2 separate regions of the Mus musculus genome follow, and region 1 is linked to region 2. A link is a contact called in public HiChIP or PLAC-seq data. All regions are on one chromosome and are shown on one strand. The core of a region is the stretch at or near the end of the contact, and the rest is flanking DNA. Distances in the headings are between cores, read along the strand shown.

Evidence for each region. HiChIP or PLAC-seq counts read pairs in DNA pulled down with a chosen protein or histone mark.
Region 1: a contact with region 2 is called in a FOXA1 HiChIP or PLAC-seq map of pancreatic cancer cells. The contact joins the enhancer-like site here to the promoter of Dock1 in region 2. A contact is called at or near these places in 1 of 39 promoter capture datasets (liver), 3 of 484 Hi-C or Micro-C datasets (cerebellar granule neurons, myocytes and nephron progenitors) and 1 of 115 datasets of contacts at active chromatin or transcription factors (pancreatic cancer cells).

The regions. Positions count from the first base shown.
Region 1 is chr7:134,815,078-134,820,260 of GRCm38.p6, reverse strand. All of the region lies in intron 23 of Dock1 (dedicator of cytokinesis 1), which reads right to left. Among named protein-coding and RNA genes, the nearest start is that of Insyn2a, 120 kb to the left of the region's middle. Within about 2 kb of position 3,405, at least 10 of the 459 cell types and tissues checked have an H3K27ac peak or open chromatin away from gene starts, as enhancers often do. A contact at or near this core is called in pancreatic cancer cells, where this site is marked.
Region 2 is chr7:134,669,385-134,675,044 of GRCm38.p6, reverse strand. It overlaps Dock1 (dedicator of cytokinesis 1), which reads right to left and starts at 4,358. Exons shown (of 52, transcript NM_001033420.2): 1 at 4,201-4,358. The coding sequence starts at 4,246.

The DNA of each region.
Region 1 (5,183 bases), core at 2,156-4,655, 150 kb before region 2:
CCCACAAAATGCACCATGAACCAAGCAACCTGGACACAAACCTTAAAACGCATTACTGTTCACAGAGCTCTGTCTAATACCTCATGGTCCCAAAATACACCTTCCCGCACTTTATTGATGATATCCCAGGGAGGAAGGGACTTGCCCAGCATCCATCCCTTCAGCCAATGCTTATTGCAACCTACCAGAGAAAAAACATCAGGGAAGGCATGAGATGGGCTCAGTGAGAACCAAGGGCCAACTCGGGAGCTGTGTGTCCAGGGAGTGAAGGATGAGACCAGGATAAGACATCTACACATGCAATGTCGTCCACTCAACAAAACACACTGAAAAAATGGCCACACATTTTACCAATATATTGGGTATATGGAGGATTCCCTACAGCTGCTTTCTAGCTAGTAGGAGAATCTTGAATTGGGAAGACATGGCAGTCCACAACCCCCACAAAGCAGCTCTCAGAATGGGACATCAGGGCTCCATGGGGGAAAGAGAGGCCAAGCACCCTACAAAGAGGCTCCCAGTGAAAGCCCCAAAACTCTGCAAGGGGACAGGCAAGGTTTCTGGAAAATTCTTTTTCCAATTAAAGGCATATTTTATTTAAATATATAAATGAAGAAAGTTATCCCATGGTAATAATAAAAGAACCAATAATGAAGTCTATAAGATAACATTTTCAAAACTCATGTAATTTTCATACTGAGAGATAACCCCCCCCCAATTTCCATACCCCTGGGAAATCTTAACCTTTTGTAAAAGTGTGATTAAAAAATAAACTTCTATGTCAGTTTTCATTATGTGAGCTGGGGCTCACACACGCCACCACTAGACTGCCAGAGTACAGCCAAGATCCCTATACTCCACAAACAAGGCATCCACACCATCTTTCTCTCTCCTTCTCCTTCCTCCCCCATCCTCTCACATAAAGTGTCCCTTGATATAATCAGCCATCTTAATTCTCAGCCTCAAAGCTCAGAGCCAATCCTCTGAGCTGTAACCAAGGCATTGATAGGGGTTTCAGGGCCATTTGCACTCTGGGCCCCTATCTGGCCTACAGTCTGTCATCCTGACAGCTAATGACATACCACCTCACCTGTCACCTGCCCTGGGGGGTCAAATGCCTGGCTTCTTCTCCTAGAGACAGAACATCTTTCACTGTCTGTTACTGATGGCCTCGGGCTAGTAATGAGGCCAAAGTTGGCACGAAATGAGCACTTAATACACTCTAAAGGGAAGGAATATAGAGCACATTATGTCTGCCCACATACTAAAGTAGCCATACATTAAAGTGCTAGCTGTTACACCAGCAGCCAGGGAGGGGGCAACATTGGAAGCAGACTTGAGAATGTACTTTAAGAACGATCATCCAGTCAGACAGACTTGCAGACAGTGGTGTTATAATGGCTTCTCTTTTTCTTTAAAAAAATCATTTATAATTTTAGATTATGGGTATGGGTATTTGTAGATATAAATATCTGTACCCCACACATGGGCCTGGTGTCCATGGAGGCCAGAAGGGGGCTACAGACCTCCCTGGAACTGGAGTTACAGACAGTTGTGAGCAGCCATATGGGCGCTGCGAACTGAGCCTGAGTTTTCTGAATGTCTTCTTAACCACGGAGCCATCTCTCCAGCTCCATAACTTTCCCACAGAACAACCACCCTAGAGGCCATTTCCCTGAGAGCCTAGTCCACTGCTCAGTGTTGACAGACAGGAGATCTGTAGAGTGAACTCGAACTCCAGCCAGGCCCCAGAGTAGGAGGGAAGTTCCCGGGACATTCATACATCCAGTTTCCAAAAGGGAACAGGTAGAGGAGATACCACCATGAAGGATAAAGACCAAACCCTGAGGTAAGATGAGGATGGTGTATGCAAATGAATGCCGGGGTAACAGAGCAGGCTCATCAGAAGGAAGGGGAAAGTGGGGAAAGACCCTGGAGAATGCTGTAGAGATGCAGCCCACATACTGCAGGAAAGAGTCTGCCTTCAACCTTGATGTCCAGGGGTCCCTCAAGTATTATACAGTGTGCAGCCCTGTTTTCCAGTTCTTTGAGCTTTCTTAATGTATCCCTGCTCAGCATTTTGGTTGTTTGTTTTCAGTGGAATTTGCTGTTCAGGTATTTCTCCGTTCATCAGCCATTCGTTAGACATGAATTTGACCCAACTTTGTGGAGTTACTTAGTGGTAAGAAGGTATTACCTACTCACAAGGGAAGGTCCCCTGAAACAGTAGGAGAAGGCAAAATTGGGAAGAGCAAGAGCCATGTGTCTGCACTGTGCTCACTCACGTAAGCCTTGTTCATCAGTGATCCTATCCAAGGGGCCAGCACTGGCCTCTCTCTACCTCATACATCTGCTTGTGTATTTCATAGCATGTGGTTACTTCCCTGTCCCTGAGTCACAGTCCAGGAAGGAACAAAAGTCTCAGCTAAAAGCCGACCCCCTGTCATCTGTGCTAGGGTCAAGAGTCGATGACACATCACATGATGACGATGTGATGGTTTGTATATGCTCAGCCCAGGGAATGGCACTATTAGAAGGTGTGGTCCTGTTGGAGTAGCTGTGTCACTGTAGATGTGGACTTTAAGACCCTCATCCTAGCTGCCTGGAAGTCAATATTTTGCTAGCAGCTGAAAGATGTAGAACTCTCAGCATCTCCTGTACCATGCCTGCCTGGATGATGCCATGCTCCCACCTTGATGATAGTAAACTAAACCTCTGAACCTGTAAGCCAGCCCCAATTAAATGTTGTCCTTACAAGAGTTGTCTGGGTCATGGCATCTGTTCACAGCAGTAAAACCCTAACAGACACTGAAGTAAAAAGCCCAAGCCCCATTCACCAGGAGCCATCTGCTACCCACGGGACATCTAGAGCTAGCTCAGACAAGGAGGTGGGGGGCATCCAGACTAAGTCTGAGAGAGAAACCTCAGTAAATTAATCAGAGAAGTAGAGCTGTGGTTTGTTCCTGTGTCCCCAGTAACAGACAAGGCCAAAGATGGAAGCAAGGAAGTAGGAGAGACCTGCCAAAGAGGTGGATGAGCATCCTGCATCAAGAGTGGAGAAGCGCTTGGGCTGAGTCACAAGCAACCTGCAAAGTATCACATGAGGATAGGCCTGAGAAGGGAGAAAAACTGAAATACTGTCCTCCACTTTAATACAAAATGAATTATTTAAAAGAAAAGCAATAAAAGGAATTGGTGCTCACTGACTTTCTCAGATATACTCTGCTTTGGATTGTAAATGTCCCCCAAGGGTCCAGGTAGTTAAAAGCTTATTCCCCAGTGTGTTGCTACCAGGAGATAGGGCAGCCCTTAGAAAGGTGCAAACTAGCAGAAAACTGCAAAGCAGTGTGGGACCCCTGCCTGTGGCAAGAAAGTGAGTCACTACAGGGGCATGTAACATGGCGAGACTGTGACAGAGTGCCTAGCCACTGGTCCAAAGGGACAGATCCAACCCATTCTGTCTGGGAGCTTCTGAAACCAGAACCAGGCATAAACCTTCACTCTTCAGAAGCTGTTTTGCATTTTTTCTGCATTTCGCATTGTTTGCATTTGTCTTTGTCACAGTGATCAAAGCTGACTGACTAACACAGAGTACCTCTGCCTCTGGTTGTCAGAGGTAACCATGGAAAATATTTTATGGCAAAAATGAGTACTTCTCAGAAAATTCTCAAATTTTCCCTTTCAAAAAGTTGATTATACTCTTTGTTTCCACCTAATCGAGTGACAGGGAATGCTGTGCCTCCTTCACCGTTTGCATGGATAGAAGAGGTTTAAGAGGAAAAAGAAAAACCCCGGACAACTGGGAGAGAGTTCAGTCAGGTTCATGCTTGTGGACCTGAATTTCATCTCATTAAAAAAGGATAAAGGAAACTAAGACTGAGTGACCTGCTCTTGGAATGTCAGCACTGGGGGCTCACATATGGGTGGATCCCTGGGGCTCTCTGGCCAGCCAGTCTAACCTATTTGATAAGTTCAGATGATGGAGAAACCCTAGGTCAAAAATGAAGGGGATGGCATCTGAGAAACGAGACACAGGGTTTTCTTCTGGCCTCTACCTGAACACCCCTACACACACACACACACACACACACACACACACACACACACACACACACGGGTAGACAGTCTCTTAAGAATGAATGGCTAAATGTGAAGGGTACACAGGTTTTAAGGTCTGTTTTGTTTTAATGATACATCTTTCTTTTACAGCCCTGCCCAGGCTGTGCCTCTTTCCCAATACAACCCACGGTACTGAGTCTGGGTTTTCCCAAGGGAAAAATAATTCTCCTTGAATCATTGAGGTGCTGTGTCCACAGTGGACAGAGACTTACGCTGCTGACCTTCTCATCAGAAGGATGGCCGAGGATTCTGAGTAAATCCGGCATAATAATTTAAAATCGGATTGGAGTAATCTCAGGGGAAAAGCAACACAGTGAAGAACAGGAAATTAGGGTCTGGCCTTCCTACCTGGGATTCTCAAATCCCTGAGTAAATGCCCGGAAGCCTTCAGGATAGGACTTCTCACTCCCTCACTCGCCAACATAACTCCTGGAGTAGTGCAGAAATCCAACTGAACCTAATGTGCAGTCTTATCAACACACACACACACACACACACACACACACACACACACACTAAGAGAATGTACACAACTGTAATACTCCAAAGCATCTTGCCAATTTATAAATATCCATTCTGACAGAGCCAATGAGTTTTTCAAAGCTCGAGTATGAAGAGTCTTTCCCTCACTTCCTTACACTATTTCAACTTGATGTCATTCTTCCTGGGAAGGTTTAAGCATCCCGCTCCTCTTGCTTCAGGACATGCGCTAATCAGCATGCAGGGTGAGCACCATGTCTCAGTGAAGACTTCAATGTCCCTTTGCATCAACACAGCCAACAGGCCAGAACATCTCATAAAGCCCATCTCACAGAGTCACAGGTTTACAATAGTTTCAGACACACGTGCTTGTCCCCAAGCCCTCCTCCCAGTTGCTCTAAGTCCTCACTCTCCACTCCCTCCATTATGTCTCCATGTCTGTTTCAGCGGCCTCTTCTTTCCCAGGACCTCTGCCCGTATCCCCTGCTTAGAGAAAAAAAGTTCTAGAGACCTTGGGACATGAGTATACATGTCTGTATATGCACTTGTGCATGGGTGTGTGGAGCCTAGAGGACAGCCCTGGA
Region 2 (5,660 bases), core at 3,109-5,608:
TGCATGGCTCCACACTTCTGTAGAGGCCCAGTGGCTGTGGGTCTCAAACAAAAGCCTGGCCAGCAAGGCACCCACCAGGAGACTGCAGGAGGAATCGACTTCCAAGCTCATCTGGGATGTTTGCAGAATCATACAGTTTTATGAGCCCACACTGCCTGGTAGTCCTTAGCTTTCTGGGACCTCAGTCTAGTCCCTGCAAGTGAACCCCTACATCTTCCTGCAACTGCTCATCAAGTCCTTCTCTGGTGTGGGACCTAGCTTCCCATTCAACATGTCTCTCTTTCCCACTCCCTCTGCCAAGACCTGCCAGCCAAGCTCCCAGAGCCCATGTGACCCCATCCCATACTTCATAGGCTCAATCACACTGCAAAGCCTCTCTTCGGTATCAGCATATCACAACTCACAGGGTAGAGATCAGGCTGTGCACAAGGCTGTGGGCCACCTTCCGCAACTGTGAACACACTGTCCCTAAGTGTGCTTCTAGCCCACGCTGAATCTGACAAACAGGATCCATCAAAACGTATTAATTCTAGAACACAGGACCCTGCCATAGCTGGGATGATGGGAAAGATCATCTAGCCAAGCCCTTGGTGTGACAGCTAACTCAAAGTTTATACCTGCGTGAATAAGCCAATCCCCTGAACACGGCCCACCAAACCAAGCCCAGGAGTTAGGGGGGAAGCCAGCTGGCAGCCTATACAAGCAGCAGCCCCTACAAAATGAATCATGGGAACCCCCACTTCCTGCCCTGGCAAGAGCCACACATCAGCCCTTTACGCTCATCTCGATTTTCCGGAATAAATAAATAAATCACTACAGCATCTCATTTACAAACAATGCTTCCAAGAGTCCCCAAGCTCATCCGAACAATGAGCTGTGATTCATGTTTCCAAAAGCGATGGCGTTTGATCATTTTCCTTCTCCCTCGTGATTCATGCACGGGCCAAGTGGCTGGAGTGGAAGCAGGGTCCACCCACCAGAGCCTCAGGAGAGAAACACAGGCCTGTTGTTAAGGCTACCAAAGAGAAGGCTCGAGTTAGTATGGGGGATCTTTAGTAACTCTCCCTTAGGGAGAAACAGCCAATCAGCCTGCATATAAGAACTTGCAACCTCCCCAGGGAGCATCTGTCCTATGAGCCACTAGGATCCTCCCAGTACAGACTGTCAGACACGCAGAGAGCTGGGGTGTCCCCCCAACTCTGACACATGGAGACGCTAACCTTCAAGGTGCCTTCTGATGCCTGTTACACCCAAGCTCAGCTGTCTTATCCCATCCTGGTGAAGAGAGACACGGGTCCACTTTCTCCTACACCCGACAACCTTTCACACTTTTGCTCGAATTTCCTGGCAAAACCATCACCTAGACCAACGGTTCTCAACCTGTGAGCATGGCTCCGGGTGTGGGGTCACATGTCAGATATCCTGCATATCAGATATTTACATTATGATTCATAACAATAGCAAAATCACAGTCATGAATTAGCAGCAAAATAATGTTACAGTTGGTGGGGGTGGGGGTCGCCAGAGCATGAGGAAATGGGTTAAAGGGTCGTAGCATTAGGAAGGTTGGGAATCACTTTAGTAGTTCTCCTGTGAGAACTCTGCAAAAACAGTTTTGAGATTAATGCATTAGCAAAAGACTTGATGTCAGAAGTCACATCCAAGAGTGCCTTTGGGAGGGTGTATGGCTTCACTGAGACAGCCACAGCCTCTTGGGCTGCTTGCTTCCCACCTCTGGAGAGAGACCCTCCTGCCCCTACATAGGAATGTCTCCCCAACTTCTCCAGGTAAAGCCACACTACAGAACTACAAAAGGCGCACTGGAGGCAACATCCATGTCTCTAGGGGACGTTACAGCAAAATGTAGTGCCACCACCACCCTACCTACACCCCAGCGCTGGATTGATATCTCTCTCTCCCTCCCTCCCTCCCTCCATCTCCTCTCTGTCTTTCTCTGTCTCTGTCTCTCTCTCCCTCTCTCTCTCTCCTCTCTCTCTGTCTCCTCTCTGTCTCTCTCTGTCTCTCTCCCTCTCTCTCTCTCTTCTTCTCTCTTCTCTCTCTCTGTCTCTCTGTCTCTGTCTCCCTCTCTCTCTCTTCTCTCTCTCTGTCTCTCCTCTCTGTCTCTCTGTGTCTGTTTCCCTCTCTCTCAAGTGAAGTCCCCACACCCAACAAAAGAACTCACAGTGTTTCCACTGCTAAATGTTTTCTGGCCTTTTGCTTAGAAAATACAGCTTTTTTCCTTTTGAGATACGCTCCCACGTAGCGCAGACTGGCCTCAAACTTATTATGCTGCAGAAGATGAACTTCAACTTCTGATCCTCCCAAGTTCCGACTTTACTGGTATGCACCTCACTACCACCCTGCACTACAAACTAGGTTTGGACTAACTGCCCCCCCCCCCGACACCCCCACCCCCACCCCCAACCTCTCCCAAGCCATTTTCTTTCCTATCTACAACCCTTCATTCCCAAGGCTGCTGAGGTCTCCAGCCTGCCTATTTCTTTCTCCCAAATGGCAACAAAACAGTCTTCCAACTTAAAGGGAGTGGAGGATGCTGGGGGGGAGGCGGGGGGGGGGGGGCGACGACACGACCCACCAGATGTGAGGATGCATGCCTTTAAACCTAGCAATCAGGTGATAGAGACAAGTAGACCTCTGTATGAAGCCAGACCAACCAGGGCTACATAGTGAAACTCTGTCCCCCCCCCAAAAAAATAAACAAAAAAAAATCAAAGAAATAGACTCCCCTCCCCAATAATCCCAAGGCACCGTGGCAGTTGCAGCAGAACAGGGATGAATGTGAACCCACTGTTGCCAGGGTTCAAACCCAGCAGCTCCCATTACTATGCTACAAGGGTAAAGCACAGGGGGCAAGTTTCTCCACTACCCGGGAGTCCTCTGCAGGGCCCTCCTTCCTCAACTGCACCCCGACTATCTGGCTTTCTGCTTGCCCCTGCCACTCTTCTAGCTGTTCTTTCAACAGTCCTGGGCAACCCCAAGAGAAAACCTCCCACACCCTGAAGCCATCCTAAGTAGGACCCTCATCCCAAATTAAATAGATGGGACTCTAACAGCCCTTCCCAGCTCTGCCATGGGCCTCTGAAAGGTCGGCCAAGCACAGGTGGAGCTCAGCTCCAGTGTTCACAACGCAGGGAAAAATCCTCCAAACCTGGGTGTGGGCCTAGAGTGGAGGTAGGGGCCCTAGGCTTCTCCAGCCCTGCCCCCATGGCCACCATCTCCTACTTGTTACAGAAATAAGTAACTGGAGTTCAAAGGAAGGACACGGCCTTGTAGACTGGAGTCTCCGGGAAGCTTTCAAAGACAGCGGGCTGGGACATGAACTAGGCCTGCAAGACGGTGCTGAAGGCATGCCTAGAACAGACAGCTGCTGAGAAAGTGCCCCAAGGCAGCCCTTAGGGTGGAAGGCAGCAAGCTCCCCTAAATGCTTGCTTGCAAATCCCCAAGAAATGCCTGCTTGCAAGTCAGAGTCTCTGCTCAGGTGAGGCTGGGCGTCAGAGGATCCTTAGGGAAAAGAGAGCAGGAGCCTGGAAACGGAATGGTCAAATCTGGAATGCCAGCGAGCCCTGAGGCCTAGACAGACCTGACTTTTGATGTGGGCTAGCTGGGGGGCGAGACAAGGTCTGCAGGGCTCTGGGACTGTCTGGCCATTGAGGAAAGCGGGACTCCTTGGATCAAAAGTAAGCTTGCAACCCTACTCCTTCTACCCCCTAGGGAAGCGACAAAGGCAAAACCAGGTCCCCGCCCTCGAGGTCCGTTTCCAGAGCCCCGGGGACACAGGAGCGCCTGAGTGTCCCCTACCATCCAGGGCGGGAAAGGCGGCACCGACCCAACCCGGGAGGCGCAGCCACTCCTCACGCGAGAAAAGGAGGCTTCACAGATCCGAGCGCTGCACAATGAAAAGTGTCCACCCGGAGTCCCGGATGCCAAACAGAAGTTTCCCGAAGAAGCCAAAACGCACACAAACAATGACCCCGGGAGCCCCGCGCACGCAGGAGCACACGGGACTACGACAGAGCGAATGCGCGGGAATGAGGAGCACGGTGGACCCCGGAGGGTCCCCGGGTTCCCCACGCGGGCTCCAGCCCCGGGCGGGCCGGGCTCCGCACCGCGCGGCAACAGGCTGGGCGCCGCGGCGGGGAAGTTGCGCGCGGGGCGGGCGCGGGGCGGCGCGCTGCTCACCCACGCCGTACTTCTCCTCTCGCTTGGTGGGGACCCAGCGCGTCATGGTGGCGCTGGCCGCAGCCCACTGGAGCCGCCGCTGCTGCCGCCGCTGCTCGGGCAGGAAACTCTGCGCCTAGGCCGCCATCTTCCATTCCTTCCCCGCCGCGACAGGATGGGGAGGAAAAAGTTTGCGGCGGAGGCGGTGTCATGTGGGACGGGGCGGGCGGAGCGTCGCGGGCCGGATGGGAAAGGCCGGGAGCGCCGGCGAGAGGCGGGACGGCGGCCGGCTGTAGCCCGCCCAGGCGCGCGTGCCCTGGGGCTCGGCCCGCCGGGTCCCTCGAGGGACCCAGGCTGCTTCCCGGAGCCCATGGACGCCCTGCATGCTGCAGGAACCGTGCAACTCACATCCTCTACTTTCCACTAAACACCGTGCACCTCGCACCTACTAATCTGCACTGTATGGTCCTCACCCTGCACTGTCTACTCTGCACCGCATCCAGCACTCTTTACCCACACTCTACTTTGAACACCGAGCACCCAGCATCCCAAACACTCTGCACTCTGTACCATACAGGGTACACACATACACACACACACACACACACAACACACACACACCACGCACACCATCCTGAACACTGTACCCTGCACCTCACAAAGTGCTATCTTTTCACACACAAGCGTGCACGCGCGAACACACACACCACAAATCCTTATAGCCCTCTAGGCCTGGATCTAACACAAATAGTCAGACACCACACATGTACTCACTGGTGTGAAGTGCGGAAACCCCAGTTCTGACCTGGTGGAGAGCGTTGGAGCAGAGCTAGGAGTTCATCGTAGTTCATTCATTCATTCAAAGTGGGCACCCATTTTGCCAGGGTCTGAGCGCATTGAGCGTGCCTAGTAGCTGATGGGAGTGGTGATGTACAGTCAGCACTGGTAAGAGAAGCCTAGGAAAAGACTTTGCAGCCCCTGGGTGTTTCTAACAGCCCAGATCTCTTTGGGTGTTGAGGGTCTGGAGCAGCACAATGAGGCTCCTAGTTTGCAGCAACTTTGAGGCGTTCAGTAGGAACTGGGCCTGCTGAAGTGGGGAAAGAGAGGAAGTGGGAAGAGAAAGGAAGCCAGTTCCAGCTTAGAACAAGCAGCTCCTAGCAACTCTAATCTGAAGGAGGCTGGTCTCAGACTCACCCAGTGCCAGCCACCCACAAGTGCAATACTTCCGATTTCTTCAAGGCCTGCCCATAGACACACCCTGAGCGTTCATTAGAATCCAAGAAAAGGTTAAAACTAAGGGGAGGGGTGCAAGGGGACCTCGGGTCCACAGCAAGCTATTAGAAGGGGCAAATGAGATTGCATATTCTACTGTGTGCCCTCTCTTGCATCCTAGAAACAATGACAAAGACACCAGCCTGGGAATCTTCAAGGACTAAAGGAATGAAAGTTTAAAAGAATGAAGGCTACATTGTGTAAGATTG